Linked DNA regions of Mus musculus: all the other regions are linked to region 1. The links are chromatin contacts, called in public ChIA-PET and HiChIP or PLAC-seq maps. All regions are on one chromosome and are shown on one strand. Each heading gives the region's core, a stretch centred on a gene start, on an enhancer-like site or on the middle of the called end of the contact. The rest is flanking DNA. Distances are from core to core; before and after follow the strand shown. Region 1 holds the start of Golga4 (golgi autoantigen, golgin subfamily a, 4). Region 2 has its middle 89 kb from the start of Gm33088. Region 3 has its middle 71 kb from the start of Gm33088.

Region 1 (2,918 bases), core at 136-2,635:
GTTCTTGTCTCCAGCTTTCTGACTTGAATTCTTGCAGGCAAACTAAGACAAGGTAGTATATATGCCCAGAGACAGGACTCCTTCACTTAGGTTTTTGACTACGAATCTCCTCCTCTGGCATGTGACTGGCATTGGAAGTCTTGTGGGACTGAGGCCTAAACCTGTGGATCTGGTTTTCTCTGTCTCTCTGTCTCTCTCTCTGTCTCTGTCTGTCTCTGTCTGTCTCTGTCTGTCTCTGTCTGTCTCTGTCTCTGTCTCTGTCTCTGTCTCTCTCTCTCTCTCTCTGAGTCAGGGTGTCCCTATGTAACATAGGCCCATCTGGCCTGGAACTCGGAGATCACCTGGCCTCAGCCTCCCAGGTGCTGGGATTAAAGGTGTACACCCCCATGCACCAGTTCTTAATGTTCTGTTCAAAGAATCAGAACTGAATGGATGCCATCCAGGTAGTAGCTTGTGCAGAACCCAGAGTTTCGAGGTCATATGGGTCTTTGTGAGCAGAGGTTTCAGAAATATTCTATGTTGTGCAAGTGTAGGGGGTTCTCAGCAGATGGAAAAGTCTAGGTAGGGGAAGACAGCTCCTTTGGAGTGCAGCCACAGATATTAAGCACTAAAGGCAGATAATTCTGACTAGGCAGAAAATTGTGCACCTGTAGGCCTCAGCTATTCTGGAGGCAGGAAAATCACTTTAGTTAACAAATTCAAGGCCAGTCTGCCTAATTCAGCCAGACTATTTATGTTTGAGACAGGATCTCACTGTAGCTCAGACTGGCCTTAAATTCATATAGGCAAGAATGACCTTGAACTTCTCGTCCTACTGCTTCTACCTCTGGATGCTGGGATTACAGGTATACACCATCACACCCAGTTTATGCGATGCTGAGGCTAGAGCCAATCCTTCCTGCATATGCTAGGTAAACAAACGTTCTACACCCTCAGCCCCAGATTTTCTCTTTAAACCAACCAACCAACCAACCAATGAACCAATGAACCAACGAACCAACTAGCTGGCCAACCAGCGAACCAACTAGTCATCTATACCATCCAACCCACTATCCAAAAACCTTTCGAGAGAATTCTAAACGATCGTGCCACACGACACTGAATACACTTCTGCATTCCTAGCTCTATCCTCTCTCACCCCAGCCTTCTTCACTGTGGTGCTCAGTGGTGGGATGCTCCCTATTTGACAGCACAGCTCCAAGACTCCCGCTAGAGTCAGCGCAGACGCCACTGTGCACGCGCGTTCACCCGCACCGCCTCCATATTGTCCGCCGCGGCGCTCCGTAGCAAGCCCCTGGCAAGCTCCACGTCGACCGCGCAGGCGCCCGGGGCGCGTTCACCTGCTGCCGTTGTCGCCGCCGCCGCCGCCGCTGACGGGGCTGGATGGGGGGCCGAGGCCAGCCAGGGGCACCCAGAAAGAAGAGACGCGGCGGCGGCGACGCCGACACCCGCACGACGAGCGCCCCGAGGTGCCCGCCAGCTCCACAGGAAGGCGGCGAGGCCCGGGCCCGGCCGCCCCGCGGGTAGAGACGCTGCCGGCCCCTCGCCGCGCCATGTTCAAGAAGCTGAAGCAGAAGATCAGCGAGGAGCAGCAGCAGCTGCAGCAGGCGTTAGCCCCTGCTCAGGTACGTCGTCCCCCTGCGCCGAGGCCCGGGAAGCGGGCGAAAGTTCCCCATGACCTTTGACCTCCGCCCCAGGAACACCCCCCCCCCCCAAACCGTAGCCCTGGAAGGTTTGGGACCACCCAGCCGGTGTAGGAACCCTGGCCTGGTTTCTCCCAAAACTCCGTCCCTGTGCAGGGTGACGGGACCGGTCGGGACATTTGACTTCGGAGTTTCCCCTCTAAGGACCGACCCGGTCTGACAGATGGGTGCGATGGGTTCGGGTCCTGCGTGGGGAGCTTCTCTCGCCCGTCAGAGACCCTGACTCTAGAGTGGTGACGGGGGCGGGGCAACCCAGATCCTTTGTGATATGTGACCTCTGCCCTCTGCCCCATATATGACCAATGTCCTCTGGGTTCCCTGGACATCGCACCCGGAATGACCAGGTCCCTGTAAGTCTCCTGCTTCCAAACCCTGATCGAGGCAGAGAGTCGAGCCTGCCCGGGCCAGGCTGCTCGCAGGAGCCGAGGGCGGCGGTCCAGCGACCAAGCCTGTCACGAGTTAGTCACTTCGTGTAACTTGGGTGATGGCGGACAGGGCTCAGGGGCAGACACTGAACGGGACGGGCACCGAGCCTGTCAGCAACCGGGCTCTTGCATCTTTTCTGGAAGGTCGTTGCTTTTTAAGGGAGTATGGTTTCGGGCTGGGAAAAGGGGGCGTGTTCGTGTTAGAAACAAACTACCCCTCTCCAGCACTCAGGGTGTGAAGGACGGGAGGGGAGGGTTTCTGCTGAATCTCTCCCCAGTCTCCCTGAATATCAGTAGATTGAACACGAACGTCTTTTCTTTTATGGTTAGAAACCTGGAAAGCCCATGGCTCAAGAAAGGTCGTAGTTTGGCTAAGTGGGAAGCAGTTTGGGTGTTTAAATATAACGACCCAGCATTCTGTTTCTAGAAACATAGTCTGAGAAGATTTAGGATGCAAAAACATTTAGTTACACGATTTCTTTTTTCTTGTGTGCGCGCGTGGGCAGGTGGCAGCCAGAAGACAACCATGGTGTCGTCATTCCTCATCCCTCGGGCTTTATTCTTTTTATTTTACTATTTAAAAAAGATTTCTGGATTTCTTTATGTGAGTGTCTTGTCTGTCTGTATGTCTGTACACTGTGTGAGGCCAGAAGATAGTGTTGGATCCCAGGGAACTTGTCATGCATGGTTGAACCATTATGTGGGTTGGTCCTCTGCAAGAGCAACAATTGCTCTTAACCTCTGAGCCATTTCTCCAGCACACCCCCTGGCCTGGAACTCACCAAATAGG
Region 2 (2,918 bases), core at 155-2,654, 250 kb before region 1:
GAGTCAGAGTCCTCAATGTGTGAGAGCTTCATAAACATGCTCAATAGGCCAGAGCCACAGTTCTTAGCAGCAAGCCAGCAGGAGGCTCCACCTGGCCAGCTTGGCCCTGATTGCTCTTCAGTCCCTGCCTCTGACCTAACCAACCATCCCAAGGCAGGGCCTGAGAGAACCCAAGAAGCAACTTAGGAGTATCTATTAGCACTATGTGCAGCTATTCCCAATGCTGTTTATGAGGGGAGAGAAAGGGAAAGTGGTGGAACTCTAAACCTCCATGCATCTGAGCGACACTGCACATACAGGAGCTGTAGCAACTGAAGACCCAAAGGAATGTAGACAGGCAAGCTTAACAGTTATACCATTCCCTCGTTGGAAAGCCATCAAACCAACTCGATCAGCTTTAAATAAAAGCAGTCTGCAGTGGGACAATCTGGAAAACAGCATATTTATCCCCCAAAGGGCTGGAGAGATGGCTCAGCATCATTTCCTGGTCTTCCAAAGGACCCAAGTTCAGGGTCACCCAACACCCAGGTCAGGCAGCTGGCAACCACCCATAAATGCAGCTCCAGGGAACCCAACAACTTTCTCTGACCTCCTCAGGCTCGCATGCAGATACACACACACACACACACACACACACACACACACACACACACACACGTTTTATTTTGTTTTTAATAAGGGTAACAATTGTGATTACTTCTGATTAGACTCAGTCAATAACATTCTTGCCACCTGAACTCAGATCCTCAGCACCCACATAGAAAGTAGGGTTCAGTATACTTTACCTGAAATCCTCAGGGCTATAGAGGCAAAGGCAAGATGCTGGGGCTGTTGGCCAAAGCAATATACTCCAGATGTCATGAGAAACCATCTCAAAAACTAAGGTGGAAAGGAACTGAGGAAGGCAACACAATATCAACCTCTGCCTCCTTCCCAAATGCATAGGCACATCTACACATAAGCAATCATGCACACACATGAACACATACAAACAAGATCATGAGTAATGGCTATAAAGTATCAACCAAGAACCTGACATAAGTGTGGTAAGAGCTCAGAGATTGGTGGGTGCTGTCTCTGAGGTGACACCTGATGGTCTCAGTGGCTTTATGCTATGGCCAAGCAGTGCTACCTAATATTGGGGGTTGCAGAAGAAATCCCAAATCTTAGCTCTATGGTTATCCTTTCTAACACCCTCAGTCCTAGCACAGCTGTGGGGTCAGGATCTTAAAGGATGGTCTTCAGCTGCATGGAATCTGGGCCTGGGTCCGGGGTACCGCTTGCCGCTTGATGAGAACTGTCAGGCCAGTCTGCTCCAAGTCAAACAGACTCATCTGGCCAGCCAGTATTGAAGCATGTGTGTCAGAGCTAACCTGTATTGAGTCTTGTTAGAATGTGCTTGCAAGACAGGGTTGGCATTCAGTGTAACTAAGCCTAAACCCCGGCCAAGACTGAACTCAGAGATCATTTGCATGGGATTTCTTCTATTGGTTTTTAATCCAGCACTTACAAGAACCATCAAACAACGACAACAAAGACCACAATAAGCAGTCAAGCGATTTCTTGCAGGCTTCTTACCACTAAAGACAGATTTAAAAGGCATTGTTTCCTCTAACATACAAAGTATCTAGTCTCTGACATACAAAGTATCTAGCCACTGGTGTCCATTAAAGTGGAGTGAAGCACAAGAATACCGCAGAGGCGGGGTGTGCTTGAGAAATTTGCATACGAATTTCCATTAGGATTAAAGACATTTAAATCCACATTACCCTCAGCAGGCAGAATAATGAATGCGCTATTATGGACGAGGCTTAGCGTGTGTCGCCACTGCCTTTGGCGGGTTCAAGTCTTGCTCGGGATGTAATATTTAGTGACTCGTTTTTTCCTCATGCATAGGGTAATAGGCTTTAACTTTCTAAGCTTTCCTGCCAGCCCTTGCCCCCCTGCTGTGCCATTATATTGAACTTGCAAGCAGGAAGCTCTGTCCAGCTCGCCCAGATTACCACAGCAATAGGCCCGCTGAGGGGGCTGGTGTCAGGATAAGTGTTAAAGCAGGAGCTGCCCCATCTTGGCATGCTGTTCTCATCTTATTAAATACAGCTTTGTGGAAGCAGGGAGCCTGCCTCTCAGTCACACTGGCTCAAGCCTGGCCCAACTGCTACTGTCAGACAATATGAGAATAGGAAACACCGCAGCTAATGGCAGGTGCTGCTTCCCACGTGACAAACACAAGTCAGAGGGGCTCTCATTATGAGACTGACTTCATGAGCTGGTGGGAGGGTATTTTATTTTACTCTTCTAGACGCTTCTTTGAGGCCAAGATCCAATCGAGAAAGCCTGGTGCTTTGGGGAAATGAAACAAACACTGCCCCTTTTAGTAGTGGTCAGTCTCTCCTAGGGCGTATGAGTTGACAGACGGCTGCTATCCACTTTCCAGTTTCAAGCTCCCTTGGGTCTTTCTGTTTTTAAAATATTACATTTTTATTAATTCTTTGGGAATAATTAATACAGGCATACAATGTATTTTGATTCTAGCATTTCCCACACCCCCTCCATCGCCTAACTCCTCCCAGATCCTCCTTCCACTGCTCCACCCCACCCCCAAATTCATCTTTCTTTCTTTCTTTCTCTCTTTCTTTCTTTCTTTCTTTCTTTCTTTCTTTCTTTCTTTCTTTCTCTCTCTCTCTCTCTCTCTCTCTCTCTCTCTCTCTCTCTCTCTTTCTTTCTTTCTTAATGACACACCAAGTCCAATTTGTGTTGCTCAAAAGATCATGGGTATGGAGCCAGTCAGTGGATCGTCCTTAAGTTTCAGAGTTAACAGTAGTAGACTGCAAATCTTTCTAGGCATAATCTTAACTCCTCATCTTAGCATAGCAAGGCAGAGGCGGGCTGTAGACAGATGCAGACTCAAAAATGAA
Region 3 (2,918 bases), core at 185-2,684, 230 kb before region 1:
GGACGCACACGTGTGGACGGAGACCTGACTCTGGGATTGGCTTTCTCCTAGCTGGGCTTCCCTCTCACTGCATCTGTTTGCTCATGTTCTTGAGGTTGTTAATCACATTCTGAAAGTTCTCCCCTACAGTGTAGCTAGCAAACGGGGAGTTTCTGGTTCAAGGACCTCCCGGTTTGTTTTCCTTCCTCTGGTCCTCATACCAGGCTGATGCTAAGCTGTCACTTCGGGCTTGTTAGTCAAATTATGGTGATTAATGCAAACAGCCAACATGAACTTTGAGCGGTTCAGATGCTCCACAGCCCACGCGCTGGCAGGACGCCATCCTCCCACATCTCCTAAGTGGCTCAGACACCTTTCAACACCAAGGAAGCCCGTCCTCAAGCGCAGAGCCCGGTGACTCGTAACTGACTCAGACACCTTTCAAAACCCAAAGACAGCTTCCTGGGATTTGACATAAATGTGATGGCCAAGGTCCTCTCAGAAGACAACCTTAATGAGGATGTTTGAAACCACATGGCTTCAGGTAAAAAGCCGTCTTCTCACAGCCCTCCCGTAGGCAAGGCAGGAGGCTGCGCCTTCCCAGAGCTTTTGAAGCACAGTGAAGCCTCCATTGCCCTTTGGTCCGCATGTGGCCATTTCCTTTAAGTGGCTTTGCATTTTATTAGTGCATGTTCATCGTACATAGTGGCATGTCAAATACACTCTCTCTCAAGTATTTCATGCACTTGAAAAGTCACAGTACCTCTCTTAGTTTCTGTCCCATTCCCCCTTCCCCTAGTCTCCCCGGTCTCTGCCCCCAACCACCTTCTTCTTTCATTCATAAATGTGTGTGTGTACATATGATATGTGACATATGTCATATACATATATATATTCTATTTCTATAAAGAATTCTATGAATCACCAATGAGAGAAAATAAGATATTTATCTTTCTGTATATGATTTATTTCATTTTGTTTGATGATCCCCAATTGCATATATTTTCTGCTGTACGGCTGAGTAAAATTCTGTTGTCATTTTTTTTTTAAAGCCAAAAATTAGAACTACCATATGACCAAGCTACACCACTTCTAGGTATATACCTGAAGGGTGCAACCATCTTCTTTGCAATACTGCTCTGGAGTCACACTGTGCAGTCAGCTGAGGTGTCTGTCAGCAAGTGGGTGGGCTTAAACACAACAAGGACCCCACCAGCACTCCTGGTGTATCTTCCTCGCATGGTGGATGTTTGTGTACATTGTCACTTTCTGAGACCGAAGAGTGTTTATATCATGAAGACTCTCCAAATCTGAAATTCTCCAGAGTGTGTAACACTCAACATTCTGACCTAATATGAACTTTGAGCTCTTGCCAAAAGGGATTTCCTGTAGATAAAGAAAGCAACTATGACAAAAACGTTCCATCAACACAAAGTAAAGTGGTTTTTTTTTTTTCCCTAAACGGGGGTATACCCTGTGAAATCAGCTCCCACTAACATGCCGCTCTGCGAGTTTGTAAAGCGGGTTCAGAAGGGTCAACTCATGAAACCTTTGATGCCGTGACCTTAGCCAGCTGTTTACCTCTGACATCTGTCTTCCAAGAGCAGACACAAACTTGGCTTCTTGTTCTAGCCCTGTTATTCACAGCTTGCTCATGGTGGTCATCCGTGCAGTCATGATCTGTCAGTGACACCATCACAGGAAAGGGAGCAGGACAATGCCACATGATGTCACATGGACCCATGGAGACATCTAGCCCATTGGTTAACAAGGTTGGGTGGGGTTCTAATGGGACTGAGAAAATGGCGTAGCGCACACACCTCATTATGGTTTCTGTTTAAGTAAAATCAGGCCTCTTGAGGTTTCTTTTTTACTTATAGTAAAATCCACTTTTAAATATGTTTTTTTAATCATTTTGACAGTCAAATTCTTATAGTCACTATCAATATAGAGAAGATATTACTCAGAAATGTTCCTCACAGCTCATATCAATGGTTCTTCAAATCCCCAGCCCTAGAAATCGCTGGCTTATTTTTTTTTAATACACCCTTGTGCCTTCAACAATGTAGCATACGTAGTCTCATAGGAAATGTAACTTTTTGGGTCTTAATTCTTTCATTTAGAGTAATTACTTTGAATATATCCACCTAATTGCAATGGATTTCTTTGCATATGTCTATATAACTATATGGATTTACTTTTCAATGTGTCAATGACTCATTTAAAATTGTCGCTACTTACTGTTATTTATTTGTGTGTGTGTGTGTGTGTGTGTGTGTGTGTGTGTGTGTGTATGGGTCATCAGGAGATCGCCACAACATACTTGTGGAAGTTAGAGCACAGCTTTGCATATGTGGACCTAACGTGGGTCATCAGGTTTTCACATAGCAGGTGCCTTTGCCTGCTGAGGCATCTCACTAGCCCTGGTTCATTACCTTTAACACTGGGTAGCCTTCTCTGGCATGAGTAAGCTATGACTTGTTTACTCATCCGCAGGTTAAGATGTTTGCCACATTTTAACATTTTTGTAATACTGAATATATACCTTATAAATATTCATATACACATTTTTTGAGTGAGGGATGACTGATTAGTAAGGCAAACATAAACCAGATGTCTGATGTACACCTGTAAACCCATCACTTGGAACATGGCAGTGGTGACTCACACCTGTGAGCCCATCTGTCTAATGTGGCAGCAAGAAGATCAGGAACTTGGGCAATCCTCAGCCATGGTAAGAGATGACTCCAAAGGGGCTTCATAAGACCATGTCTCAAAAAAAAAATGGGAGACTTACAACAATAAATCCTAGCAAATGAATATAACATTACATGAATATAATTAATTATTAGAAAAACACATATTAAATCCATATTAAGGTAGCTCTAAATACTCATTAGATGGTGAACATTGTTAACTTGTAAGAACACCATTACCCA

Evidence for each region. ChIA-PET counts read pairs in DNA pulled down with a chosen protein or histone mark. HiChIP or PLAC-seq counts read pairs in DNA pulled down with a chosen protein or histone mark.
Region 2: an H3K4me3 HiChIP or PLAC-seq map of embryonic basal ganglia shows a contact between it and region 1, with 2.4 times the contacts expected there. The contact joins the enhancer-like site here to the promoter of Golga4 in region 1. A contact is called at or near these places in 12 of 484 Hi-C or Micro-C datasets (CD4 T cells, CD8 central memory T cells, LSK cells and 6 more), 2 of 115 datasets of contacts at active chromatin or transcription factors (embryonic basal ganglia and embryonic stem cells) and 2 of 9 other capture datasets (embryonic stem cells and liver).
Region 3: a contact with region 1 is called in an RNA polymerase II ChIA-PET map of effector CD8 T cells, with 12 read pairs. The contact joins the enhancer-like site here to the promoter of Golga4 in region 1. A contact is called at or near these places in 7 of 484 Hi-C or Micro-C datasets (LSK cells, embryonic fibroblasts, embryonic stem cells and 1 more), 5 of 115 datasets of contacts at active chromatin or transcription factors (effector CD8 T cells, embryonic basal ganglia, embryonic stem cells and 2 more) and 1 of 9 other capture datasets (adipose tissue).

Annotation. Positions count from the first base shown.
Region 1 is chr9:118,504,933-118,507,850 of GRCm38.p6, forward strand. It overlaps Golga4 (golgi autoantigen, golgin subfamily a, 4), which reads left to right and starts at 1,386. Exons shown (of 24, transcript NM_018748.3): 1 at 1,386-1,625. The coding sequence starts at 1,554.
Region 2 is chr9:118,253,992-118,256,909 of GRCm38.p6, forward strand. No RefSeq gene overlaps it. Among named protein-coding and RNA genes, the nearest start is that of Gm33088, 89 kb to the right of the region's middle. Within about 2 kb of position 1,405, at least 21 of the 459 cell types and tissues checked have an H3K27ac peak or open chromatin away from gene starts, as enhancers often do. A contact at or near this core is called in embryonic basal ganglia, where this site is marked.
Region 3 is chr9:118,271,522-118,274,439 of GRCm38.p6, forward strand. No RefSeq gene overlaps it. Among named protein-coding and RNA genes, the nearest start is that of Gm33088, 71 kb to the right of the region's middle. Within about 2 kb of position 1,435, at least 23 of the 459 cell types and tissues checked have an H3K27ac peak or open chromatin away from gene starts, as enhancers often do. A contact at or near this core is called in effector CD8 T cells, memory CD8 T cells and thymic regulatory T cells, where this site is marked.